7 separate regions of the Mus musculus genome follow, and all the other regions are linked to region 3. Evidence: chromatin contacts called from public HiChIP or PLAC-seq and promoter capture Hi-C data. All regions are on one chromosome and are shown on one strand. Each heading gives the region's core, a stretch centred on a gene start, on an enhancer-like site or on the middle of the called end of the contact. The rest is flanking DNA. Distances are from core to core; before and after follow the strand shown. Region 1 holds the start of Sema4g (sema domain, immunoglobulin domain (Ig), transmembrane domain (TM) and short cytoplasmic domain, (semaphorin) 4G). Region 2 holds the start of As3mt (arsenite methyltransferase). Region 3 holds the start of Oga (O-GlcNAcase). Region 4 holds the start of Cnnm2 (cyclin M2). Region 5 holds the start of Sfxn3 (sideroflexin 3). Region 6 holds the start of Slf2 (SMC5-SMC6 complex localization factor 2). Region 7 holds the start of Wbp1l (WW domain binding protein 1 like).

What was found. HiChIP or PLAC-seq counts read pairs in DNA pulled down with a chosen protein or histone mark. Capture Hi-C pulls out chosen DNA fragments and counts their contacts.
Region 1: a contact with region 3 is called in a FOXA1 HiChIP or PLAC-seq map of pancreatic cancer cells. The contact joins the promoter of Sema4g here to the promoter of Oga in region 3. A contact is called at or near these places in 3 of 39 promoter capture datasets (hippocampal neurons and liver), 1 of 484 Hi-C or Micro-C datasets (cortical neurons) and 2 of 115 datasets of contacts at active chromatin or transcription factors (extraembryonic endoderm stem cells and pancreatic cancer cells).
Region 2: a promoter capture Hi-C map of pancreatic islet shows a contact between it and region 3. The contact joins the promoter of As3mt here to the promoter of Oga in region 3.
Region 4: a promoter capture Hi-C map of liver shows a contact between it and region 3, with 2.8 times the contacts expected there. The contact joins the promoter of Cnnm2 here to the promoter of Oga in region 3. A contact is called at or near these places in 2 of 39 promoter capture datasets (liver and neutrophils), 1 of 115 datasets of contacts at active chromatin or transcription factors (pancreatic cancer cells) and 1 of 9 other capture datasets (liver).
Region 5: an H3K4me3 HiChIP or PLAC-seq map of bone marrow-derived macrophages shows a contact between it and region 3, with 4 times the contacts expected there. The contact joins the promoter of Sfxn3 here to the promoter of Oga in region 3. A contact is called at or near these places in 9 of 39 promoter capture datasets (the 3T3-L1 cell line, the C10 cell line, the HPC-7 cell line and 4 more), 7 of 115 datasets of contacts at active chromatin or transcription factors (astrocytes, bone marrow-derived macrophages, effector CD8 T cells and 4 more) and 1 of 9 other capture datasets (macrophages).
Region 6: an H3K27ac HiChIP or PLAC-seq map of extraembryonic endoderm stem cells shows a contact between it and region 3, with 4 times the contacts expected there. The contact joins the promoter of Slf2 here to the promoter of Oga in region 3. A contact is called at or near these places in 8 of 39 promoter capture datasets (the C10 cell line, cranial neural crest, embryonic stem cells and 4 more), 6 of 484 Hi-C or Micro-C datasets (LSK cells, embryonic stem cells, gonadal supporting cells and 3 more), 3 of 115 datasets of contacts at active chromatin or transcription factors (extraembryonic endoderm stem cells, memory CD8 T cells and pancreatic cancer cells) and 1 of 9 other capture datasets (adipose tissue).
Region 7: an HNF4G HiChIP or PLAC-seq map of pancreatic cancer cells shows a contact between it and region 3. The contact joins the promoter of Wbp1l here to the promoter of Oga in region 3. A contact is called at or near these places in 4 of 39 promoter capture datasets (cranial neural crest, liver, neutrophils and 1 more) and 2 of 115 datasets of contacts at active chromatin or transcription factors (memory CD8 T cells and pancreatic cancer cells).

What each region holds. Positions count from the first base shown.
Region 1 is chr19:44,987,228-44,991,039 of GRCm38.p6, forward strand. Sema4g (sema domain, immunoglobulin domain (Ig), transmembrane domain (TM) and short cytoplasmic domain, (semaphorin) 4G) reads left to right here and starts at 2,117. Exons shown (of 15, transcript NM_011976.1): 1 at 2,117-2,130.
Region 2 is chr19:46,706,010-46,709,877 of GRCm38.p6, forward strand. As3mt (arsenite methyltransferase) reads left to right here and starts at 1,449. Exons shown (of 11, transcript NM_020577.3): 1 at 1,449-1,527; 2 at 1,747-1,790; 3 at 2,061-2,188; 4 at 2,959-3,109; 5 at 3,538-3,674. The coding sequence starts at 1,527.
Region 3 is chr19:45,782,125-45,785,943 of GRCm38.p6, forward strand. Oga (O-GlcNAcase) reads right to left here and starts at 1,429. Exons shown (of 16, transcript NM_023799.4): 1 at 808-1,429. The coding sequence starts at 1,006.
Region 4 is chr19:46,759,621-46,763,327 of GRCm38.p6, forward strand. Cnnm2 (cyclin M2) reads left to right here and starts at 1,989. Exons shown (of 8, transcript NM_033569.3): 1 at 1,989-3,707. The coding sequence starts at 2,153.
Region 5 is chr19:45,046,212-45,049,793 of GRCm38.p6, forward strand. It overlaps Sfxn3 (sideroflexin 3), which reads left to right and starts at 1,365. Exons shown (of 11, transcript NM_053197.4): 1 at 1,365-1,679; 2 at 2,893-3,056; 3 at 3,533-3,582. The coding sequence starts at 2,896. It also overlaps a transcript of Pdzd7 not described here.
Region 6 is chr19:44,929,833-44,933,625 of GRCm38.p6, forward strand. Slf2 (SMC5-SMC6 complex localization factor 2) reads left to right here and starts at 1,287. Exons shown (of 20, transcript NM_001081225.2): 1 at 1,287-1,618. The coding sequence starts at 1,479.
Region 7 is chr19:46,597,063-46,600,819 of GRCm38.p6, forward strand. It overlaps Wbp1l (WW domain binding protein 1 like), which reads left to right and starts at 2,044. Exons shown (of 5, transcript NM_001177812.1): 1 at 2,044-2,231. The coding sequence starts at 2,142.

The DNA of each region.
Region 1 (3,812 bases), core at 867-3,366, 790 kb before region 3:
GCTGACTTGGCAAGCCCGGCTTTGTAGCCTAGTGGTCCCTGCAGTTTCTCCACAATGCCAGGTACCAGGTCTGGCCGTCTTTAGCCCTCTTCCTTCCAATTCACTTTCTCACAAAGCCTACAGGTGTCCTTCAGCCACGATTCAACCTATACGGAAGCTCTCAGCTTTTCTGATGTTTTTCCAAGCCATTAGCTAACTTCTCTCCCCTCTGTCTTCCACTAAAAACTCCCCTTTCTTGCCAGATCAAACCCACCAACCTTTTGTATGTCCCTTCTCCTTCCATCAGACGAGCCTGTCTATTCTAGTCCTCTTCCCCAGACTTGCCTGGCCCACCCTTCTTAGACTTCTCCAATCCTGTCCTCCATAAACAGAGTTCAAAACAAGTTACAATCTGCTTAGAACCTGTTTCCCCAGCTATAAAATGAAACTACTACTTCCTCAGCATGGGGTGGGGGCACAGAAAAAGAAGTGGACCAGAGCAACGTGTGTATAGAGTGTGTGCTTGGCTTGGGCAGGTGAGATGGTCTGGCAGACAAGGTGTCTGTCACCAACCCTGACAACCTCTGAGTTTGATACCTAGGCCCCACATGGTGGAAAAAGAGCAGACTCCCTGCAATTTATCCTCTAGGATATCACACATGGGGTGGGGGGTCCCACATGCATGCATGCGCTTTCATACACAATGAATATAATAAACGTTTAAAGTGTGTGTGCACTTTTTAATGAAAACATTTCTCCCAGTCTCCCCCGCTGCACCACACACTATCCTGTTTGCAGAGTGCCAGGAGATATTCTAACAGGGGGGTGGAAGTGTGATCTGGGCCCTTCTGTCTAGCAGTCTGCAGCCACACACACAGTCCAAATTCTGAGATTGTATGAGATTGAGTGCCAAACTGTATGAGCTCTGGGGAATCTTGAAAGAGGAAAGTTTCTTCCCAGGCTCTCATCAGTTTCATACGCCACTAGAAGACGACTTAAATTCCTAGGCACATGCAAGAGTCTGCTTTTTAGACTCGTATTTTGGTCCTCTTTGCCCATCATTATCGTCACGGATTTTTTTTTTTTCTTTTTGAAAGGTGGAGAGGTCAAGGCCAGAGGTCAGGATTCACTAGGATTTAAAGCCGAGTTCATTGTTGCTTTTGTTTTTGCTTTTCTGTGATGCTGGAGATGAAACCAGAGTGTCCTACATGCTAGGCAAACACTGTGCCCTTGAGCCCCAACCCCAGCCCTCGATTCGCTCTAAATAGCACTTGGAAAGGAGAGCCGGAGTTTTCAGAGAAGACCATCGTAAAGGAGTTAGGGAAGAAGGCTGAACCTGGCAAGCACAGAATTTTTGGATACCTGGGAACACTGAAAGTTTGGAGGTAAAATGACGATGGAAAATGATAAACGCAATCCCTTGAGGTGAGCCCGGGTTTGGACTGAGATTTGTTGAGTGATCCATACGTAGTGGCATGGCTTTCTTGTGCATAAAGAGCATTCTCTGTATGCTGTCTTTTCATCCCTTCAGGGCCCCATCTCACCTACTCTGACCTCAAACTGAATAGCCTGGAGGGAGCAGGGAGTGAGGAATCACACCTTGAACTGGGAACCAAGAGCTACGCAGAAATCTGATACTGTCGTCCCCATCAGCACACCCGCTCCATAGACCAAAGGCAGGAGGGCATGGCAAACATGTTTTGCAAGAAGTGAGATACAGGTTAGAGAGCAGAGTACAAGACTCCGGGACCCGGGGGTTACGCGTCCCTGCAGTAGGTAAATGGGAGGGGTCTTAGGACCAAAGCAGATCCGTAGGACCAGCCTGTTTTAGGGCGCACGCGGTGGTAGCCCCCCCCCCACCAGGGGGCGGGCGATACTCAGACTGACTGAGCCTGGAAGAAAGGGGACGCCAGGAGCCGTGGGCCTCGAGCATCTCCCACAAATCGGGTCTATTGTGCGTGGTGGGGGTCGCAAAGGAGGGCGGGCACCCTTCCCCGCCCCCGCCTCTGGCCCGCCTCCGGCCCCCGCCCCACCCCCGGCTCCGCCTCCACCCCGCCTCGCTCCGGCCGCAGCCCCTTCCTCCTGCAGCTGGTGCTGTGGGGCCGCGAGCCGCACGTCGCTGTCTCTATGGACCCGGATCCCAGCGCAAAGGTGAGGGAGGCGGGGAGTGCGGGCGGTGGCGGTGCGGGGGGCTGCGGCCGGGCAAAGCCTTGTCCGCATCCATTCCACCCTCCAAGCTAAGCCAGGCCTTTTTCACCGCCGAGACCCCCAATCCCGCATAAAAGGGTTTAGAGGGGCGCGGGCCAGGCCTCGGGTCGCGCAGGGCGCAGACCGGCCTTCTCGGAGTCGGGGGCGCCCAGCGTGCCCGGGACCCGCGTGGAGAACAGTGTTCCCCAGGATCTGGGTCATGTCTCCTGGCGTCCGGCGGGATCGAAGGAGAGCTTGTCCTCGAGCCGCAGCAGTAGATACTGAGGTTAGATCTGTTCAAAGGAGAAAACCTCGAACTGTCCAGGATGGTGGAGGGTGGGGAAGACAAGGGAGAGGCACCCTCAAATCTGAAGAGATCTCCATCTTAGTGGACAGAGGCAAATACCGCTAACCCCAGGCAGACGGACATCAGGGATGAAGGTTGAAAGCCTATTGATCCTGTGGGAGGGGTCCTCCCCTCCCCAGTTTTCTCCACCCTAGGATCTAACAGAAGATGATCAGAGTTCAGCGGGCAAACCCTGGGAAGGAACCCAAACTTGGAGTGAAGTCTGGGGTGTGAACTGGAGACCTTGAACCCGCTTAGTACTGGGGGGAGGGGTGGCATGCTCCACCCCCTGGCCATTAACTCGGCCCTCCCAACAGGTTAAATGGAGCTGGACGCTTTAGCCCAGTTCTCCAGATCTAGAAATGCAATCTGGGGGAGATGGGGAGGGGGGCGTGTGGAGCGGGGCAGGAAGAGGGCTGCTAAGATAGCATTTCACCTTCCATTTGCTAAACTCGAGGATCTCCTCTCCTCCTCCTCCTCCACCTCCCTGGGTTAGCCATTCTCCATTACAGGCATTCACTCCAGGTCAGAAGACACACACACACCACACACACACACACACACACACACCCCTTGGGGTGGCAGAGGGAGAGAGAGAGAGAGAGAGAGAGAGAGAGCAGGACTTTCAGGAAAGGAGACAGGATTCAGCCGTGCATCTGACCCCAGCAGACACTGTCAGCCACCAAGCCTGCAGCCCAAGTCAGACCCCTTTATGCATGTCATGAGTACTTACTTGTCTCTGCCCGAATGTAACTGTGTTTGAGGACTCAGAATACATGTGTGCACTATGCCTGGCCCAATAGCAACAATTCTGTGTGAATGCCCCCTTTACAAATGTGTGTGAACAAGACCGTCCTATTGAATATCTAGCCCTGCTTGTTCACCTCTGAGGATATATGATCCACTGGATGGATGACAGGTAAACAACCTTATGTGGCCTTGGCCCTTTGTGCGCTCTCTCTCTGTCTCTGACTCTGTCTCTGTCTCTTTCTCTCTGTATATGTGTGTGTGCATGCACATGACTCCTATAAATGCCTGTGTTCTTGGCCCTACACTGTGTACAAGTGTGTCACCGTCTTTGAGACCCACGAATGCCCCTTACTCCGCACTGAGCGGTTCCTCTGACCTAGGATGTCTTCCTCCTGTCTCCGCCTGGACACACTTCCCTAGTGGGAGGACTCACCCTTCAGTGCTGAGGAAACAGGAGGCCCCCCAGTGTAAACAGGTGTGCTTTCACATGGAGGGTACGGCTTGGGCAGCCTGAAACCTCCAGCTGCCCTAGCCCTCAAAACAAGAACTT
Region 2 (3,868 bases), core at 199-2,698, 920 kb after region 3:
GAGGCAACAAGGAGGAAGGAACTGCATGGTTGGAAGGGCTCACTCTACAGGGAGAACACTTTGAAAATTGTGTCTCTGGAGAACTGTTCTACGAGTCTAAAACTTGCTGCTGATAAAAATGGTCATTAAAAAAAAAACCCACATCTCCTATTTTAAAAACATCCCAACAACAATTGCCAGTGTTTAAAAAAAAAAAAAAAGACTTATTCTTACTTTATCTGCATTGGTGTTTTGCCTGAATGGGTGCCAGTGTGTGCGTGCCAGATGCCCAGTCCTCTGGAAGAGCAGCCAGTGCTCTTAGCCACTGAGCTATCTGCCATGCCATTCAAGCCCCTGGCTCATTTGTAACATTACATTTATTTATGCATGTATGTGCTCATGCTGTGGTCTGTGTGTGGAGATCAGAGGACAGTCTGCAGGAGTTGCCTTTCATGGGGATTTCAGGGTTGGAAATCAAGTCTTCAGCCTTGGTGATGATCACCTTTATCCACTGAGCCATCTCTCTGTCACCTGATTGACTTCCAATAACAATTAGCAGGAAATTTGGAAACTTTCTTGATGGATTTTTTTTTTTTTTGTATTGATCAATGGGATTGGAAACAGGATACTTTCAAAGAAGTCCACTTTTTATTTAGACATCCTTTCATGTAGACCAAGATAAGGTAGCCTTCCTTATCTTGGCGAATGACAATGTTTGCTTCAACCACAAAGCAAGTAAGACATGCGAAGAAGTGCAGGAATAGAGACCTTAGCTGTAAAAGCTAAAAGCATTTCTCCACACAAGCTTGATGCTGGATTCTCAGAACTCAGTGTAGAGGACAGAGCTAACTTGTGGGAGTCACCTGTCTCCACACATGGGCACCGTGGTCATATGCACCCACAAAACAATGTAAAAAGACAGACATGTGGGAACAGAATAGCTTTTTGTTTCTTTGGGAGGTTTTTGGGTTTGGGTGGTGGTGGTGTGTTTTGTCAGTTTGTTTGTCCTGGCTGACCTTGAACTCGATCTGTAGGTCAGGTCAGCCTCGAACTGGATGTTCTGCCAGCTTCGGTCACCTGTCTGTCTCCTGGAGTGCTGGAATTAACACCTGGTGGCTGTCATGTGCACGTTTGTCTGAATTCACAGAACTGTGCGCTAAGGAAAGGTGAATATCACTGGCCTAAGTGATATCTCAATGAACAACCTTATGAGACAGATTGAGGGCCAGGCCGATGGTTTCATTCCAGAAGGAGGAAAATAGATATGGGTGTTTACCTAAGGCACAGGCACACACAAGATTTACAAATGAAACTCAGTGAATCAGTAAAGGAGGACGTTAACCAATAAAACCATTCTCTTGGACACAAGGACTCAAAGCCACCAAGGTGACAGACTCCAGGGGTGTGTATAGCTAAGAGGCTTCCGTAGGGTCTTGCAGGGCTGTGGGGTTGAAGGTCGGCCAGGGGGCGTGGCCTCGGCGATCTCTTCGAAAGCCGGGCTGAGGGGAATCCTGGACAGGGAATCCTGGACGTGGAGATCGTGAGTCAGTGAGTGCCTGTCCCTCCTGTCTTCTGGCCAGTCCCCTCTGACCTCTGCCTTCCCACGGGCTCACAGCGCTTCCCACCCTACCCCCAACTCTGGGTAGCCCAGCAGGCTGCGGGTCCCCCCCACCCCCCCGCCGTGTCCTGCTCGCCCTCCATCTTGGCTTCAGCCCTGTCGTTCTCTGTGTGGTGACCGCATTTAACCTCTGTTCTCCCATTTGTCAGTGGCTGCTTCCCGAGACGCTGATGAGATCCACAAGGACGTTCAGGTGAGGGTCCTAGGGAATGGCTATGTGGGCTCGCTGGTCCTATAGAAGTCCTGCCAATAAGCAGCTTCTGCTGGCGCGGAGCACTCTGGGGGAAGCCAGGCCAAACCACGCCCGCAGCAGGCCAAGGAGTGGGGTTAGATTTTTGCCTTGAGCAAAGGCCAGTGGGCTGTAATTTTCTGTAATTAGGAGTGTAGTGGAGCCCTGGAGCTCTGCAAACAGTTAACGTCAATCCTCTTCCTCCTGGCTTCTCTTCCGTGGCTGCTGAGTCAGAACTACTATGGGAATGTACTGAAGACATCTGCAGACCTCCAGACTAATGCTTGTGTCACGCGAGCCAAGCCGGTCCCCAGCTACATCCGGGAAAGTCTGCAGAATGTACACGAAGACGTTAGTTCGAGGTAGAGTGTGTGTGTTGTCCCCTGGAAGCCTCCAGACTACCAATTTTCCCATAGTGACCACTATGGGAAATTTAACCATCTCTGCTGGACATCCTGCTTGCCCTAACTACTGTGATGATACCCACAAGGCTTGGCACCGAACTTCTTGCTCTTCCGCCGAGGACCCCTCATCGATGTCCTGCATCCTTGCCCATTGCAGGAGACATTCAAGTTCCCTGGCCCCAGATAGACATTCAAGTTGGTTAATAGATGGGCCCACACATTCTAATCAGCCGTGGCTCCTTCTGACGTTGCCCTTCTCTGATACAGTATTGCCCACCCAGAGAGCAGTTATCAAAGAGGGTACCTTACCCCTTGCCTCTCCACCCCACTGAAGTCCTACTGGGGTCATGAAGCCTTCTCCTGACTACTACAGCCCCTAACTCCTGGTGGCACTCAATGCCAGTCATAGAAAGGGGTTTCTAAACTGTAGTTTTTACCTCCCACGTTACAGTGTGTGCACGTGAGGGCCAGAATCCTTGTCCTCAGGTCCCGAGTTTGAATTGTTCAGCAGCCTTAGATAGATTTATTATTCAACCGCTAGTTTAGATGGTTTAAGTCTTGCTACCTTGCACGGTGCCTACAATGCTGCTAGGGCAGACGTGGCCCTGTTGAGTGAGAGAGACGAGACAGACGTATGGATGGCTGAGGAAGACGTGGAGGAAGTGTAGATTTAGCGTCTGAGAACTTTCTAGTCTCTGTTTTTGAAAGACGTCATTTCCATCCCTCAGGTATTATGGCTGTGGTCTGACTGTTCCTGAGCGGCTGGAAAACTGCCGAATTTTGGATCTGGGTAGTGGGAGTGGCAGGGATTGCTATGTGCTTAGCCAGCTGGTTGGTGAGAAGGGACATGTCACCGGAATAGACATGACTGAGGTCCAGGTAAGGCAAAGGTTTGGAGGAAAAGGAGAGGTTCCTCTGGGTCGTTCCCTGAGCCTTGAAATTGCTTCCCCCTTTTCTTCATGGTAATTTGAGAAGCTGGGTTTCTGTTGCTTTCATTTCTGATTCCAGTGACCTAGAAGTTAGAGACACTGACAGAGGTCTAACCTGGTAGATGAGCTTGTGACAACAGTGGCACTTTCTCTTCTGCCTCCATCCTCTGTCCAGAAAGATTTGTCATGGGATAACACTCAAGCGAGATTACGTGGTTGGGAGCTTCTGTCCCAGGCTGCTGCATATCTTATGCATCTCGAAAAATCTTGCATGTCTGTCCAGAATAACCCAGGGCTCAAACAGCCTACCGTGTTAGCGATGGCACAGTTTTCAGAACTAAAGCGCCGATTACCACACCCATATTTTTCTTTCTCTAGGTCGAAGTGGCTAAAACCTATCTTGAACACCACATGGAAAAATTTGGTTTCCAGGCACCCAATGTGACTTTTCTCCACGGCCGCATCGAGAAGTTGGCAGAGGCTGGGATCCAGAGTGAGAGCTATGATATTGTCATGTAGGGCGACAGCCTTTCCGTTATTAGTAAACCCTGTTTCAATTTTAGCATGTATATGTTACTACTTTTTGATTGAGTTGCTTTAGGGATTTAAACTAAACGTAGCTTGTCTTCATAAAGGAAGGATCTGTGATGAGGTAGCTCTAGTCTATTAACAACATTGGCAGGCTTGTGCAGCCTCTGGCAGAACCACT
Region 3 (3,819 bases), core at 179-2,678:
AACTAAGCTTTCCTGAGCTCGGTATCCACCCATTCTATTTCAGAAATTGTAATTAAGATCTTCCGGCATCTTCCCTTACTATCAAAACGCCCTCGTCCTTTTCAACTGTAAATGAGAAGACAGAAATTAAGACTTTCACTGAATTCTAACTCCACATAACAGATGCTCTGAGATATGATATACTGGTATTTACACACACTCCCAAGTCAAAAAAACAGCAATTGTTAAAGGATGATACTTTTCTGGGCTACAAGTGAGTCTTAAGAGGTGAAGGAGGCTTACAGGCTAACAAAAATAAATAAATAAAAATAAAAACAAAACAATTTCCTAAGCCTGAAGGAATCTGTAATATAATAAGCTGACTGCGCTCCTTCACGGGTAAAAACGTGCCTGTGAGGGCTGATTTTTTTTCCCCTTACAAGGATAGGGGCGGGGGATGGGAGCGCTGCACAAATTTCAACTGAAAGCAGGCATCTCTGCGGACTAAGATCCCAAGGTACAAAGAAGTGAAGCCCACAGCCGGACCACAGGCTCCTTCCTTGCCACCGCCTCCTCCTCCGACAAATCTGTGTGGCTCTAAGCCAGAGGAGGGTGGGGTCAGGCTCCTCCATAGCCCGGAGTCGCCGAAGCCGTGACATAGCGGAGGGTAAAGAAGTGTGCCCACCGTCTGTCTCCTCCCCGTAACCCCGTGTGAGCAATGACGGACGCCTCCCGTCCTGGGGGCGGGGAACTGCGGGAAAAGTCACCAGCACGCCCCTCCCGGGGACGGAGGCTGAACACCTACGCGGGACTGGAAGGCCAACTCACCTTCCACGACACCGCACAGGAACCTGCGGGCCCCTCCGGCCGCCCCGACCACGGCCGCAGCCCCGGCTCCCGATGGGTTATCTTCTCCGGGGGCGGGAGCTACCGACTGCTCCAACGAAGCCCCCGAGGCGGCGGCAGGGTTGGCGTTGCGCTCGCTCTCCCGCTCCTCCAGCGCCGCCTGGCTCTCCTTCTGCACCATCCTCCTGCCGCCGGCCACCGCTCCCCTTCGGCCTCGGTCCGTTGGGCCAAAGGCCCGGAGCCCTGCAAAGGGGCCGCGGCTCCGAACGCGCGCCTCCGGGGCTCCTTCCCCTCCCCCTCCGCCCTTCCCCCTTCCTCTCGGCGGGGGCCCGGAGTGCCCGGATGAGAAGGGCGGCGGCACCGGCTCGAGCCCTTTGTCAGCCGCTGCCTCGCCCCGCGCTGGGAGCCGGGAGCCTAAGCGGAGGGCGAGGCAGCCGCCGCGTCTCCACGGAAGGAGGACCGAGGAGGCGCCTTCGCTCGTCCTCCACGCCCGCCGCCCTCCGGACAGCCCGGCGTCTCCGGCTCTCTTCCCCCACCGGAGTCCCTAAGCAGCTCCTGCCGCTGCCTCTGCCGCCCGCTTCCTGTTTATCCGCACTGCGCCTGCGCTACAGACCGGCTCAGACCGGTCCCCAGCCCGGCTCCCCCGCCTTTCCTTGGGATAAGCCCATTGCGCTTTATTTGCTAGGGGAGAAAAAGGACAAAGGGCGCCGTGAACACCGCGGAGGTGTGCGGCGGTGGGACGTACCATTTTGGCTCGCCACCCTCCGGGATGAGCGCCACACTCTGGGTCGGACCATTACCCCACCCGGAGGAGGGGAACATGGGAGAATGCGGCCGGCCGGGGAGTTTGGGAGGAAGGGGGGGGGGGGGGGCGGAAAGGAGGTGTTTACCCTCTCAATGCGCAGGCGCCGGGACGATACTTCTAGTTCTTAAAGTGGTAGGAGACACTGACCTACTTTGGAGATTGTTGTACCAGTTTGGCTCATCGGGGCTGCCTGACCCACGTCTGCTTCTGTGAAGACACCATGCCAAGGAGCTCAGCTCACGCCTCTGTCCTGACTCATTGTTTCTTCTATCCTGTCTTCGGAGTTAACCGTGTTTTAAATTGAGCAGTCAACTGTTTTATTGAGTTTGCCTCATCCTGGGCTGTTGGGACCATTATGACCTCATAATATGGTTAAAACCTGCTGTTACGTCTCTGCCTGATTGAGCCCTACGTTTGTTTTGGGAGAGGCTGTGGTATGAAATTCACCAGACTACGTATGGAGAAGAAAGACTGCATTCCAAGCACAGGGAAAACAAACGTCTAATAAAAGTAGAAGAGAGTGGAAGGCGAGTTTGTTATGGCGATGGAGAGTGTGCGGTGTGCGTAAGGGACATGACCCTTTTAGCCTTAGCATCAGCATTTCCAAGGAAACCCTGCCTCTAAGGGCTTGCCTCCTGTACTCTAAGGGCTTGCCTCAGAGTACACTTGACATTTTGGTTCCTTAAGGGATCTGCCAGCCAGGCGATGGTGGCGCACCTTTAATCCCAGCGCTTGGGAGGCAGAGGCAGGCGGATTTCTGAGTTCCAGGCCAGCCTGGTCTACAAAGTGAGTTCCAGGATAGCCAGGGCTATACAGAGAAACCCTGTCTCAAAAAGACTAAAAAAAAAAAAAAAAAAAAAAAATCTGCCCTGTTTGGGAACAAACCTCTCATGTTCAATGTTAAGAAAGTAGTCAAACTATTGCATATGCCAGAAAGATTTTGCTGAAGGAACCCTGTTATAGCTGTCTCTTGTATGAGGCTATGCCAGTGCCTGGCAAATACAGAAGTGGATGCTTACAGTCTATAAAATGGAACACAGGGCCCCCAATGGAGAAGCTAGAGAAAGCACCCAAGGAGCTGAAGGGGTCTGCAACCCTATAGGTGGAACAACAATATGAACTAACCAGTACCCCCAGAGCGCGTGTCTCTAGCTGCATATGTAGCAGAAGATGGCCTAGTCGGCCATCACTGGGAATAGAGGCCCCTTGGTATTGCAAACTTTATATGCCCCAGTACAGGGGAATGCCAGGGCCAAAAAGCAGGAGTGGGTGTGTAGGGGAGCAGGGCAGAGGGAGGGTATAGGGAACTTTCGGGATAGCATTTGAAATGTATATAAAGAAAATATCTAACAAATAAAAAAAAAGAAAGAAAGTTAAAAAATAAAAAGTAGTCTTTTTTTTTTTTAATACTTCGTCGCAGTAGCCCACCTTGTAGCTCCAGGGACGTTGCAGGGGTGCACATTACAGGCGAGAACTTCCTTGCCAGGTTTATGCAGTGTTGGGTATCCAACCCAGGGCCTTGTACGTGTTATACAAACACTCCAGGGATTTGGTGGCCTTATTTATTTTGTGTGGGTTCACAGGCCGTAGCCCATTTGGACATGGCCCAGAGGACAACTTGAGGAAGTCAGTTGTCTTCCCTTTGTGGATCCTGGAGATCAAACTCAGGTTGTCAGGCTCAAGCTGTGGGAGCCCCTTTATTGCCAGCCCCATCCAAGACTTTTTTGTTTTAATGTGTGGGGGGGGGGGCAGCAGAAGAGGCAGTGGCCAGCCACTGAAGGTGTTTGTTGGGAACAGAACTCAGGTCCTTTGGAAGAGAGCAGTACCTTCTCTCTTCCCTTCCAGCCTTCCATGCAGGTGCCCTGACCAGTTCTTTCCGTAGTTAGAGGGAACACTGAGTAATTTCATACTCTTTGCTCCTCCCCTCTCTGCCTCGGCCTTCATGGTGCTTGCTGTATAGGGATGCCCCGCCTATGTCCAGCTTGTTTCCTTCTGTTCTGTTTGTTTCTTCCATTGCCCTTTTTGAGACAGTTTCTCACTAAGGAGCTCTGGGGTAGTGTGAAATCATCCCTGCCAGCCACCATTGCCAGCTGAAGAACATTTATTTTCCCTTCAGTGTGGAAACCAAACCCAAGGCCTCGTATGTGCTAGGTAAGCACTCTACTCCTTTAGCTACATCCCAAACCTGA
Region 4 (3,707 bases), core at 739-3,238, 980 kb after region 3:
AAAAATCCCCCAGACACCAGAGGGCTAGGACTAGAGTTGACCATTTACTTAAAATAATCAAAGTAAAAGCTTCTTTATTTCTTTAACACTTTTTATATCATGTTTTGAATATCTATAGGTGTGTTCTAGGGTGAACTGATATAACAGTGTACAAAAATTCTAGAGAGGACAGATTATCAACCAAATGAGTAATTTACACATGGTATTAGTAAATGATCTTTGCTTTGAAGAAAAATAAGGGAGAGATGGAGTCTGGTGGCTTTGAGCAAAGCCTTTAAACAGGGCTATGTTGGCATCTGAAAGAAGTTGAGTCCCATCCACAGGACATGGCACATGCGAAGACGCCAGGAAGATCCCCTGGCAGTGACTGAGAAAATGACAGAGCCTGGTTGGGGCAGAGCTTGCAGAACCTTGTAGGCGATGAGAGCACTCTGGCTTTTGTCAGGAGATGAGGAGTTAGGGGAGGGCTCAAATATGGGAGCAATGGGCCCTGGGTTGACAAGTCATTAGTTGGAAGGTCAGGGGAATGGTTGAGGACAAGCATAAAAGAAGACAGAATTGCGGCCGGGCGTGGTGGCGCACGCCTTTAATCCCAGCACTCGGGAGGCAGAGGCAGGCGGATTTCTGAGTTCAAGGTCAGCCTGGTCTACAAAGTGAGCTCCAGGACAGCCAGGGCTATACAGAGAAACCCTGTAAACAACAACAAAACAAAACAAAACAACAAAAAAAAAAAAAAAAAAAAAAGAGAGAATTGCGAGGATACCGCTGAAATGAGCCCAGAAATCACTCGTCCTGGAAATTATAAAAAACACTGTGGGTGTTCACAAAAAAGGAAGAGTATTGTGTTTATGGAATACAAAGTAAGATCAGGAAAAACATTTTAAAACGCGCTTCAGTTGGGAGGCAGAAAGTTCAGTTTGGGAGCTACTGTGCTACCGCATCTAGTCTGATGCAATGGACTTGAGAGTCCTGGTGAGCTGTGCTCCACAATGAATCTTCTCCGGAGCTAACAGCGTTTGACCTGTGCATTTCATAATAAGCTTTCATGGGCCTTCTCAGGTTGCTCTCCCCTTCCTATTTCCCCAAATTGCCTGGGTGCACGTTAAAAAACAAAACAAAACAAAACAAAACAAAACCAAAAATAGGGTCCATCTCATTCTGTGATTATAGCAGGACTACAGGAGAATCCCTGTGATGACAAAGTTTGGGAAGCTGACCACACTTTGAGAGGTTTGTTGAGAGCTAGAAAACAGCAAAGGTCGTCCGTGAGGGCCGGCAGGTGGCGCCACATGATCGTGAGCAGCTGAGGGCTCACAGAGTCACGGAGACCGCAGGTCCTCGGCGTTGCTAGGGCCACCCTGTCACCGCGAATCTCCAGAGGAACCGCATGCAGGGGTAGTGGGCTGGGGGGCTTGACTAGTATCCCGATTTGGTTTTAGGCTATGTGCATCGTAAGCTGTCTCCAGTCCGGCTCTGGTGCTCCCAGGGAAGGAGGGCTCAGCCCATTCTGCGGCGACACGGAGCCCCGTGGAGCCCGCAAGTCCCTGCAGCAAGGACCCGAGGCCTCGCGCCTCAGGGCAGTATTGCAGGGCTGCCAAGCCGCGCGCGAGGATCTACTACAGAGACCCCACAGGGAGCGCCGCACCCGCGGACCGCTCCCTTTCATTGGCCGCCTGGAGGAAGACCACGCCCCCATCCCTACAGCGCTCATCTTTGACTGGCTCTTGCATCCGGGATGGCCACGCCTCCTCCCCGCGCATACACAAGAGTCACGCGCCTTTCAGTTGGAAACTTGGCATGCAGAGGAGGACAGTGGCCCTCATCTCCCCGCCCACCTCCCGTGCCATTGGTGCGGCACGCCGACTGCGACCACGCCCCCATTCCAGCCCCCTGGCTGGGAAGGCGGGCACCCGCTCTTGATTGGCTGGCAGACCTGCCTCTCGCGGGAGAGGCTAGCACGCCCCTCCCTCCGCTCCCTCCTCCCTCGAGCCCGGGGGTTCCTCAGCTGGCTCAGTCCGAATCAGTGTCATTCAGAGAGAAGGACAGCTAAGGGCTGGGCGCGAACGCGCGGTTGCAGTCCTGCTCGGGCGCCGGTGCCTGCGCTCGCGCCGCCGGGTGGGAAGGATGAAGCCTCAGCTGGAGCAGCCACCCTATGATTGGCTGTGGCGCTTGTGAACCCGAAGTAAAGATGGCGGGCGGGCAGGCAGCCGCCGCACTGCCCACTTGGAAGATGGCGGCGCGCCGCAGCCTCAGTGCCCGCGGCCGGGGGGTCCTGCAAGCAGCTGCGGGCCGGCTGCTGCCGCTGCTACTGCTGAGCTGCTGCTGGGGAGCGGGCGGCTGCACAGCGGCCGGCGAGAACGAGGAGACCGTGATCATCGGGCTGCGGCTGGAGGATACGAACGACGTGTCGTTCATGGAAGGGGGTGCTCTGCGGGTGAGCGAGCGGACCCGGGTCAAGCTGCGGGTGTACGGGCAGAACATCAACAACGAGACGTGGTCCCGCATCGCCTTCACTGAGCACGAGCGGCGCCGGCACACACCCAGCGAGCGTGGGCTGGGGGGCCCCGCGCCTCCGGAGCCGGACAGCGGCCCCCAGCGCTGCGGCATCCGCACCTCAGACATCATCATCTTGCCCCACATCATTCTCAATCGCCGCACATCGGGCATCATCGAGATCGAGATTAAACCGCTGCGCAAGATGGAGAAGAGCAAGTCTTATTACCTGTGCACGTCTCTCTCCACGCCCGCACTAGGCGCCGGCGGCTCCGGGTCTGCGAGTGGCACCGTCGGGGGCAAGGGTGGCGCGGGGGTGGCCGGACTCCCGCCTCCTCCGTGGGCCGAGACCACCTGGATTTACCACGACGGTGAGGACACCAAGATGATAGTGGGCGAGGAGAAGAAGTTCTTGCTGCCCTTCTGGCTGCAAGTGATCTTCATCTCGCTGCTGCTGTGCCTGTCGGGCATGTTCAGCGGCCTCAACCTGGGGCTCATGGCTCTGGACCCGATGGAGCTGCGCATCGTGCAAAACTGCGGCACGGAGAAAGAGAAGAATTATGCCAAGCGCATCGAGCCGGTGCGCAGGCAGGGCAACTACCTGCTGTGCTCGCTGCTGCTGGGCAACGTACTGGTCAACACCACGCTCACCATCCTGCTGGACGACATTGCGGGCTCAGGCCTTGTGGCGGTGGTGGTCTCCACCATTGGCATCGTCATCTTCGGAGAAATCGTGCCCCAAGCCATCTGCTCCCGACACGGCCTGGCGGTAGGGGCCAACACCATCTTCCTCACCAAGTTTTTCATGATGATGACATTCCCCGCTTCTTATCCGGTTAGCAAACTGCTGGACTGCGTCCTGGGCCAGGAGATAGGCACGGTCTATAACCGGGAAAAACTGCTGGAGATGCTCCGGGTTACTGACCCCTATAACGACCTCGTTAAGGAAGAGCTGAACATCATCCAAGGGGCGCTGGAGCTCCGCACCAAGACGGTGGAGGACGTGATGACTCCCCTCAGGGACTGCTTCATGATAACCGGCGAGGCTATCCTGGACTTCAACACCATGTCGGAGATCATGGAGAGTGGCTACACTCGAATCCCGGTGTTCGAGGGAGAACGTTCCAACATCGTGGACCTGCTCTTTGTCAAAGACTTGGCCTTCGTGGATCCGGATGACTGTACTCCCTTGAAAACCATCACCAAGTTTTACA
Region 5 (3,582 bases), core at 115-2,614, 740 kb before region 3:
TTGAGTTTTAAAGAGAGAGAGGAGAATGGGTGCCACACAGTTTACTGCAGCATCTTTCCTGTGTGTATATGTATATGGGTAGGGGCTAGCCTCCCGAGCTGGACTTCAGGACCTGGGATAGCTGCGGTCGAGCTTGCCCCCCACCGCCACCCCCAGGTGAATGTCAGGCTCCAGGCTGCAGTTGTGAGTCTAAAGTCGCTGCAAGACTCTATCCCAGGACTGAGTGATCTTCTGGAGAGAGCCCCACAAATCGCTAGTGCAAAACCAGGGGTCACGCCCTCTAGAGCATTTCTGTAAACCAAAAAACAGACTCCCCCATGTAGGACCTCCTGCCTCGCTACCTCTAGGACTTGGCCACCTCACCTGGTCCCGTGTGCCGCCGCTGCCCTTGTCGCCCGCTGGCGGGCGCGATACAGTGAACTAAGGACCCCGCCCACGCTCCGCGCAGCTGCTGGAATAGAGCTACCCTGCGCGGTCCTGGGATCCCATTGGCTGCTGAGACCGCCAGTCATTCTCTTCTAGCACCTTTGGTAGCCTGTCCGGATTGTAGCTTCTCACCTGTCTGATACCTCTGGGCTCTGCCCGCCCCAACTCTGAACCCCAACTGGTCGTTGGAACCCAGGCTCTGGAACTGGCTGGGTTCCACTGGCTACTAGAATCACGTCTTCTCCGGGCCACGCTAGCTTCCTGAAATTGCCATCCCTTCCGTAGTCATCCCTAAGGTCTCTGTGGGAGAATGTCACAAACGAAAGAGCTGAACCTGAGCCTGAGATCAGCAGGAAGGAAAGCTGGAACATGGCTGTGTCGCCGCTGTGCCCTGGGTGCTGATGGATAAGGGATGTGTGTGTGTAATGCCTTCTTCACCTTCGGAGACACCCTGTTCTGGAAAGGCCGCACGATACAGCAGCTGATCCCAGGCCACTAGGAGAAGAATCTTTCTGATGCGCCTGCTTGGATGCAGGCAGAGATCACGGGAAACTTTGGCCGTGCACATCCCTAGGACTGGGGCGTCAGTTTGTGTACGGATAAGTGTTGGGGGTACAAAAAATTGCTGGCACAGTGGAGCTGGGGATTAGGTGGCAAAGGGGACTGGGAACACAAAAGGGGCACAGATACCACAACAATGTGGCTGGAAAGAGATGCGAATGACGAGGATCTGCAAAAGGAGCCTCTAAGACCTGGAGTAGCAGACCAGGGTGCAAGCAAGGAGAGTCCATTGCCAAGGCAGCAATCAAGTAAACAAGCAGTAATCCGAATCCCTCCGGGCGTTGCACCCTCAGAGGCCCGCCCTCCACGCCGCTCACCCGCACCCAGTGCACCTAGACTGGGTGCTGCGGGGGTGGGTGCCTCCAGAGGCAAGCTAAGGGACTGCAAGCGAAGGAGGCAAGTGGGGCGGCTCCTCCCCTTTTCTCCCTGGTTGGGAAGGAGGCCAGAATTGCTTCCCAGGACTGGGTCGGGTTTGGTCTCAACGGCCTGGTCTGGGAGAATCACTCTGGACATCCACTGTCTCGGAACTCTGCCAAGAGGGGGGGTGGGTCAGGCGAACGAGCTCAGGGAGCCCCCGCCCTTCCCTGCTGCTCAGCGTCACGCGTGACGTCTCGGTGATGGCTGGGAGGAAAGCGGAGAGCGGTGAGGAAGGCGGGTCTGAGAGCTTCTAGAGGCTGAAAACCCCGGAAAGCGTGAGTGCCTGCTGCCTTGGGAATCAGCAAAGTGGAGGGGTGAGGGCTTGGGCTCAGAACAGAAGGCTTGCCTTGAGAGAGGTGCTCTCTCTTATGGGAATTCCATATTGCGTGGTCTGTTAGGATCTGTAGGGCACAAGGAGGGGTTGGTTGAGGCTGTGTGTTAGGCATGCTTTCAAATGTCTGCAACTGATAGATATGGCTGAGCGTGTGTGTGTGTGTGTGTGTGTGTGTGTGTGTGTGTGTGTGTAACGGTACTCTGGTTGGTTGACTAGTGTATACAGTGTGACTCTAACCTGTTTGTGTGCTGGGGAGGGCGTGCCTGTCTTTGTGTATAAGTATGTGAAAGTCGGGTGGGGACGGTGTCTACTGTGAGGGAGGAAGTGGGGTTGGAGGGTATTAGTCACTCTGCAGGATTTTTGCCTAACACAGCCAGATGGCTGTTCTTGGCATTCCTTTTTGTGCTGGGCGGAGGGGCATCCATTGAATCTCGCCCTTTCCTGAGGTTTTTCTGAGGCTCAGAGAGAGTTGGGTGGGTGCCTGCGTCAGTTCTATTCAACCCAGGACCAGGGAGAGCCCGGAGTTATTGTGTAGGAGTGGAAGCAAGTGGGTTTGAGGAGGCTATGTGGGTGCTCACATGTTCACAAATGGCTGCCACTCCAGTGCTGTTTGAGATCTGGTACGGATCAGCCCTCAGGTGCCTAATGTCTCCTCCAATCAGGGGCTTGAGTGTGGGCTGCCTTCTGTCATTTTTCCAAACAGCCTTGGAAGTTTTTATCTAAGTCTTGGGGCAGCTGGGGCCTGAAGCTGGAAAGGGCTTGGGTGTGTTATCCATGTTCTGTGCTCCTATAGCAGGAGCTCAAGATAGCTGCCCCAGATTAGCTGCTGCTGGGGAATCACACACACACACACACACACACACACACACACACACACACACACACTCACACACACGTAAATCTGGCATCAGGCCACAGCGTCAGGAAAGCTATATTCTTGGTTCTGGTCTTCCCTCCGGCTCTTAAGTGGCTGTATGTTCCTGGCTAAAACACTACCTAGGGAACAACTCCTCCCCCACCCTTGTTTATGGATCTGGAGTGACCTTGAGCACCTGCAAGCACTGGTCAGTTTCTGGGGCCAAGGCAGAGCCACCAAAGTGTCTCCCAAGTGAAGGAAGTCCTTGGACCTGACCCTTATTCTTGCTACCTTGCAGAAGATGGGTGACCTGCCCTTAAATATCAACATCCAGGAACCTCGGTGGGACCAAAGCACATTTCTAGGCAGAGCCCGGCATTTCTTCACAGTCACTGATCCCCGAAATCTGCTGCTGTCCGGGGAACAGCTGGAAGCTTCCCGGAACATCGTGCAGAATTACAGGTGAACCTGCCTCAAATCACGCCACTGTGACGCAGCACTTTAGCTCAGCGGATCTGAGGACATTTGGGCTGAGGGGACAGCACTGTGTGTTATGGGTAGGTGGCAGCTCTGCAGGTCACAGATCCTTAGTAATGACACTTCCCAGTGCTGTTCACTGTGCAAGGACAAAGAGAGTCCCACGCAGATAGAAAAGGAATCCTCCTTGGGAGGTTTAACTCTTGGAATGTCCTCCAGTCATTCAAACCACCATCACTGTGACCCCGGAGAAAATGTGGGGCCACCAAGGATGTGAAAATAGAGTAGGCACACCTACAAGACGCTCTGACATCCCCAGGGGACAGAGAGGTCCTTTACTCAGAGGTTGGGTGCCAAACTTCCTGATCCTTTGCCCAGAGTTCCCCGAGGCAAGCAGCAGAGACAAGAAGGGCAGGTCTGACCCCTGCCACAGCCTCCTGGTTTCTTGCCAATTTCTACAGGGCTGGTGTGGCAACCCCGGGTCTCACTGAGGACCAGCTATGGCGAGCCA
Region 6 (3,793 bases), core at 37-2,536, 850 kb before region 3:
CTCCCAAGTACTAGGATTACAATAGGATTACAAGCCTTCCCTAAAAAAAAAAAAAAAACTGGCCGGGTACTGCAGGAAATCTGAAGCCCAAAGGAAAGAGAATCTTGTATTTGTACCAATTACACGAGAGAATCTAAACCTGTTTACATTGCTGGGTTTTATTACTTAAAATTACCCAGAGAAGATGGGCAGTGGTGGCCCACGCCTTTAATCCCAGCATTTGGGAGGCAGAGACCGGCCATTTTTCTGAGTTCAAGGCCAGCCTGGTCTACAGTCAGTTCCAGGACAGCCAGGGCTATACAGAGAAACCCTGTGTGTGTGGGGGGGGGGGGGGGAAGTGGGGGGGACAAGGGAAATTACCCAGAGAAGTGAGTAACTATACCCATTCTATACACATGGGAAGTGAAGTTTTAAATTACTCTGACCAGTTCCTCGGTCTGCAAAAAAACCCAGCTGGAGAGATAGCTCAGTGGTTAAGAGTACTAGTTGCTACTTCCAGAGGTCCTGAGTTCAATTCCACCAACCCTAAGGTGGCTCACAACCTCATGCTCTATTGTCATTCAGGCATACATGCAAATTGAGCACCATATACATAAATAAAAACTTAAAGAAATCCAACCTAACAGCCTCTTCAAAGCACAAGTCCTTTACTGATAAGGAAAAGAAGTCTATGTGCTGCGACTTCATGGGGAAACCCATTAGAGACAAAACGCTTTGACAGAATAAAAATGTCTAATTCAATGACTGAGTGCTCCCCCGCCCCCTCCCTTACAAAACAAAACAAAACAAAACAAAAAAACGGAACAACTATATCACAGTATAGAAGATCCCTCACAGAACGGTCAAATCACATTATAAGAGAAGGAACAGAAAGGAAATGGTGACAGCATTTTGGCCTAAGATGCCAAAGTGACTATGAAATATTAGGGCAGCTGTAGCACAATCGTCACAAATGTTGGCCATCTTCACTACAGACAGCTGCAGGCTCGGTTTTACTTCTGCAAATCTCACCCCTAGCCCTCGATCAGGCGGCTGTCGCCAGCTGTCGTAACACCCGCCACTGCCTCTTCTTTCCCACTCCCACGCACCGGCCAAGGCCGCCGCGGCCCCGACGAGGAGGCGCGCGCCCCAGGCGCACGTGACGGGCCCGGGGAGGGCAGTTTTCAATCTCCCCTCCCCCTTCCAAAAAACCCGCCCTCTCCCGGCAGGCGGAGGCTTTCTATTGCGCTACCACCAGAGTGACCCTCAGGTCAGCCAATCGCGACGCGGCACCTCAAGAAAGGCCCGCCCCCTGATGGTCCTCAGGTTCCTTCCCGCTCACACCGGAGTCACTTCCGAAGAGAGAACCGCCATGAAGAGAGTAGGGGGTGCCGCCCACCTCTGCACCGACAGCCTCCCCGAGTCCCAGCAGCAAGACGGCAACCACGCACCCAGCTTCTCCAGCCACAGCTCATGCCGCCGTCGCCAGCGGCGCCGACATGACAAGGCGCTGCATGCCCGCTAGGCCAGGTTTCCCCTCATCCCCAGCCCCGGGGTCGTCGCCCCCGCGCTGCCATCTGAGACCCGGTAGTACCGCCCCTGCTGCAGCGGGAAAAAGAACAGAGAGTCCTGGGGACAGGTACAGTGCAGAGGGCTTGAGAAGGGGCCGGGTCGCGGGGGCACGGGTATAGGGGAGGACTACGGACGGCTGCTCTTCAGTTCCCGCCATCCTCAGCGAGCTCAGGCCTTGATGTTCTGGGGCCTGCAAGCCCTCGCCCCGCCTCCGCGCGGGGGCTTCTGGGAGTTGAAGTCTCCTTTTCTGTAGTTGAGGTGTTGCTTTTGGTCTAGTGACCACCAGCCTAGATGGCTGCGGAGAGCCCGCTTTAGGTAGAAGGTTGTTTTTCTCCTTTTCGAGCGCTTGCCCTGGGGCCCTCCCTTCTCGAAGCCTCTATTTAGATCGTTCTGATCCTGGTGGTTTCTTGAGTTTAATTATGTAAGATGTGATAAGGAAAACCCACGAATTACTTAATAGTACAGTGTACACGACCATTCATACTAAAAACATTTTTGGAATGCGCCTGTTTTCTCTTTGAGTGACTTTCTCCCTCACCAACAGACCTTTCTTTTTCTATTTCCTTTTTCTTCCTTTCTTTTTTTATATGGTAAGGATTTTCTGGGAGCTATGTAATGATGGAGAATTTCATCATATGACATCCTCTGACAATAAAACATTCAAATTATCTACGAACTTGGTACTGTCTTTTTTTTTTTTTTTTTAAGAATTGGTAACAGACGTTTTAAGTTTATGCTTTAATATTGTAGCACAGATTCACAATCCTTTATCTTAATTCTGAAGGACAGAAGGCTGTGAAAAACAACTATTTTCATTGCTTCCTACCACAGCCGCCTTGGCAGCCAAGCCAGGTTGATCAGAGCTAATATAAGGTTTGTGGGTGGTACTGAGTGTGAGTGTTGATAAGCTTTGCTGGAGAAATAGTAATATTTTGGCTACAGGTTGCAGCGCCAGATCCTGCTGGGGGCTGCACATAATACATTCAAGTTATTTCCCCTCCAAAATCCAATAAATTGAGAATTCTAACACGTTTGGTTCCAGCACTTTCAGATTAAAGGCTTGTAAAACTGTCATAATTTTTTTTAACCAGTTATACATAAGTAATGGATATTTCTGTGTGCTTGAACTTAGGAAACAATTATTTTACCTCTACAGAGTTCGTTTATAGTTTCATGGTTTACCAAAAGTCATTTTTCCATTCAGGTGTATTGGAGAGTAGTATTAGATTTAATACTTTAGGGGAAGGGTATGATGTTAATTTTTAGTAAAAATATAAGTATATCTTGGTTTTAATTTGCTGCTTCTGGGTTCTTTTGCACCTCTCCACTGCCAGAAATAGGCACATCATGTGTCTTCACTAGTATTTCTTCCTTTACTCAGTGGTAGAGTTAATTTACCTAATGTAATTGACTTTCTGTAAACAAATGCATGTATTCTCCCATAACCTGTCACTCATCATTTAGGTTCTCTCAACATACTGGTGGAGTCTAGGTAAACCAGGAAAGATGGTCACTGCTCTTCTAATGCTACCAGTAAAATGTACACTAGAGAAGGAGATCAGCCTTGGGTTTGGATTGCTCAGGCTGCCGTCTTGAGTACTGGCTCAGTGGAGGAATGTTCAGGGATACTGCTTGTTGGCTCTCTTTCAAACATGCATGAACAGATCAGAGTATAGGTTCAGGAAATAATTGTATGCCCATGTTAGTGTGTAGTAACCCGTACATATTATTAAAGCTGTTTGATTTTTTTTTTTACTTGTTAACTGTCCAATTTCCTTTTTATTTTACTTAGGTAGTATGATGCTTTTGTAAAAGTATCTTAAGTTTTGTTTTGTTTTAAGTATTTTACTTATTTTTTATGTGAATGAGTGGTTTTGGCTGCATGTATATTTGCACCATGTGTGTGCCTGGTGCTAGGAGACCAGAAGATGGCATCACATACCCCTGGAACTGGAGTTAGTCATTTGTGAATAGCCATCTGGGTGTGGGGAGCCCTGGCTTCTTTGCAAGAGCAACACATGTTCTTAACCACTGAGCCATCTCTTCGCCCCTTGAATCTTTGCTTTTTTGTTCTGTTTTATTTTGTTTTGTTTGATTTGCTTTTCAAGAAAAGGTCTCATTGTGTAGCCCTTACCAGGCCTAGAATTCACTCCATAGACCAGACTGGTCTCACATTTACATAGATACATCTGCCTTGTCTCCTGAGTACTGGAATTAAAAGGTGTGTGCTACTGCTCCTGGC
Region 7 (3,757 bases), core at 794-3,293, 820 kb after region 3:
TCCCGGCGTAGATTATACATTGTCTTAGGGCTGGAATTGGCGAGCCATACATAGTCAAATCTGCCTGCTCTCTGGGTTTGTTTGTTTGGTTTTTTTCTTTTTTGTGCACTTAGGAACAAAAATTTATTTTTACGTTTCTTAATGGGCTATTAAAAGAAAACCTAGAATATGTGATAGAAGCTGTGCATGTGTCCCGTAGACTTTTAACACGCCTCCCCTATCCCGCAACTGTGACTTTTAGAAATAGATACTAGGCCTATGGGACATGCCATCAATCCCAGCACTTTGGAAGCAGAGGCAGCTGGATCTTCATGAGTCTGAGTCTACCCTGCTCTACATAGTATATTCCAGCCCTGCCTCAAAGGGGGAAAATGTGCACTATGGTCATCCGAAGATGTTGTGAAAACAGGTGGAAAGGCTCATCCCAGCTTCCGGTTCTGTAGGTCTGAGATGGAGCCCGAGGATATAACGCTGCCAGCATTCATCTGACACCACACAGTTGTACCAAAGGACTTCGAGTGCCGAGATCCCAGCTGTGATTTAACCCCACACCCACTTAGACAGTAAAATGGAACTCAGACAGCATGAAATTGGTATTTTCCTTTCGATGAAGCTCAGGCTATGCAGTCGTGAGTGCTGAGATTACAGCTATGCACCTCCACACCTAGCCAAATCCAGCCCTTTAAATTGTATGGTTTAGTAACGTTCAGTCCAGTCACAAAGTGCTACAGTTGTCACTACTGTAATCCAGAACACTTTCACTGTCCCTCCTAGAAAGCCAAGGTCGGTTCGGCAGCAGCCACACCCCCACCCGCTGCCAAACCCTTATCCATTTAGTTGAGTTGGCCTGTAAGGTGTTGAACAGCAGTTATAATGAGCAGGAGGGCTTTGCATGGGAACTACTAACACAACTTTGAGGACAGCCTGAGTTACCTAGTTTCTGGCTTGTATGGACAACAGGAAGAGACCCTACATCAAAAACTAGCCAAGTACATCCTGTAACTAATTGAAGTGTAATTTTTTCTTTCTTTTTCCCTCTCTTCCTCCCTCTATCTCTTCCCTTTCTCTGTTCCTTATGGCCCATACCAGGGTCTGAACTCAGGGCCTTGCCCATGCAAGCCATTTACCACAGAGTGATACATCCTCCTGCCCTGTTGGACAAGAATTCTCAAATTGAAGCAGCTACATGGTGATGTGTGGGTTTGTGTGGACTAGTATTGTCCTTGCGGTGTGTGGAGGGGCAAAGGGAAGCCATTTTCATTTAGCCGGAAGATAACATGGATGAAGCAATGATTGGTGGGTCTCAGAGCTATTTCTGAGTAGGGTCTGAAGAGTTTTGTCCTTGAAACTTGGGGGTAGCAGAGCACTATCGCTAAGAGAGGTGCTATTTAATAGGGGACTCAAATGACTCAAAGCTGCTGCTTGGGTAGTGAGCTTGGAAAAAGGATCCTGATAATAGGGCTTCCTGTAATTTAATACAAAAAGCACCAAAGGCTTATAGACTGCAGTTGGAAGCACGCTTTAGAATCATTATATCTCACTACTTTTTTTTCTTTCTTTCTTTTACCTCTACTTATTTTAATACAAAAAGCACCAAAGGCTTATAGACTGCAGTTGGAAGCACGCTTTAGAATCATTATACCTCACCACTTTTTTTTTTCTTTCTTTCTTTTACCTCCACTTAACTGTGGGAACATAACATTTCCGCCACACTCAAAATGACTGAAATACTGTAAACCTTTTCAATGCATCCGGGTGGTCGTGTCCCTAGCTCCTGTTACTTCCGCCACTCTCTGCGGGGCGGGGCGCTCTGCACTTTTCTGCACCTCGCAGCATTCAAGATGGCCCAGCTTCCTCCCACTTTTCATTGGCCAAATCACCTAGCACGAGGGTGGCTGGGACTGGTATTTGACTCACAGTTCTTTTGACCAATGGACAGAAAGTAGGAGCCAATGAGGCGCGGGAGCTGGAGACCCTCCCCTGCATCTGGGCGGGCCCTTTGCCTGGGGCGGGGTGGAGCCGAGCCGGAAGCGGGAGGGCAGAGCGAAACAGGAAAAGAAGGGAAGGAGGAAGCAGAGGGAAGAAGAGAGGGAGGAGGAGGGGTGGCGGCGCCGTGGCGGAGGAGCAGGAGCAGGAGGGGGATGGAGAGGAGAAGGCTCCTGGGTGGCATGGCGCTCCTGCTCCTCCAGGCGCTGCCCAGCCCCCTGTCAGTGAGGGCTGAGCCCCCGCAGGTAAGGGGAGGGCTTCTGGGCTAGCTTGGGGGTCTGGGGCGGTCGAGGCCTGGTTGGAGGGGGGTCTCAAAGAGGTTTGTTTGCAAGGAGTTGAGTGTTTTCGGGAGGGAAGCCCATGGCTAAGGTGGACCAGGTGAAGGGTGGGGGTGTTGATGTTTAGCTGAGGGACACCTGTGACGAGTTGGATGTCAAGAAGGTGGCAGAGGCAATGGTGCCAGGCGACTTGAGGGTCCTTTGAGAGGGTAGTTATGGTAGGTGCTCTGGAGGACTCTTCGCGGAGATCGCCGCACACTGGCGCCCGTGGGCCCTATTTCTGCTCCGCAGTAGAGTCCGGAGCCAGAGACTGTGTGCACACCAGTGTGTGCTGGGATCCCAGGTTACTGCACTGGCCCCAGAGGGAGGAGGGCTCAGCATGGTATTTATTTCAGGCTGGACAAAGGAAAAGTTCTGAGGGCATCCTGACTCTTATTTTTAATGCTGTAAGGCATAGTACGTTGGTGGGCTGTTGCTGGAGGTAAGGTTCTTGGGAGATAGTAGGGATGAAGTAGTAACCCCTCAGGAGGAGGGGCACATTTGAGTGTGAGAAAACCGTGCTGTTAGGCTAGCTGTCCTGGGAAGAAGTCACTAGTGCTGATCCGAGCGAGCCAGCTCAGGGCTTTTGAGCAGAGGGTGGTTCCGATGCCAATATCGGCAGCAAGTGGAGCACCCTAGCTTTTCTTGCTGGGTGGCTTGCTCTTCCTGAGTCCAGGGCCGAGATGCCTGCTTATGCTGATTCTAGCTTGGGCTGGCGTTTCGAAACCCTAATTGAAGCGTTACTCTTGGTGCCAGATTGGGTGGGGTGCTGTAGGGGGAATCACCCCTCCCCTGTTAAATCTGGCAAAGCTTCTATCGTTTCCTTTGGTTTCTCCCCTTTCTTCCCATCATTGTCTGTTTTCCACAGGCACAGGGACAGCCTGTGCAGCTTAGCACGTCACATCACGCTGAAGAGCAGAAATTGTTAGCAGAATTCTTACCTTTCCCCTTAGAGCTCAAGGGCAGCCCTTTCACATACGTATCTTATTTTTCTCCCGAATATCCTCTTCAAGAAACAAAACAAGAAAAACACCCAAAACCCCAAAATAATTGAGTTTTGTTTTGTTTGAGACAGGATCTTGCAATGTAGGTCAGGCAGGGCTTGAACTCTTGATCCTCTGCCGAGCTCTGTGATTTGATAAGATTTTTTTTTTTTCAAGTGAGCTGAAAGTCACAGAACAAAACCAACAGTTCTAAAGTGAATCACTGTGGCGCTCCATGGTTGTGCAACCACCACGGCTATCTACTTCCAAAACAGTTGAATCATCCCCAAGAATGATCCATATTAACCAGTTACTGCCTGTTTCCACCCCTCCCCCACCCCCAGCCCTGGCCCTTGGCGACACCCACTAGCCTGCATTGTGTCTCTGTGGGTTTACCTGTTCTGCACATCCCTGTGTAATGGAATGCTGTAGTATGTGGGGCGTCTTTCACGTTCCGTCATGTTTTCAAGG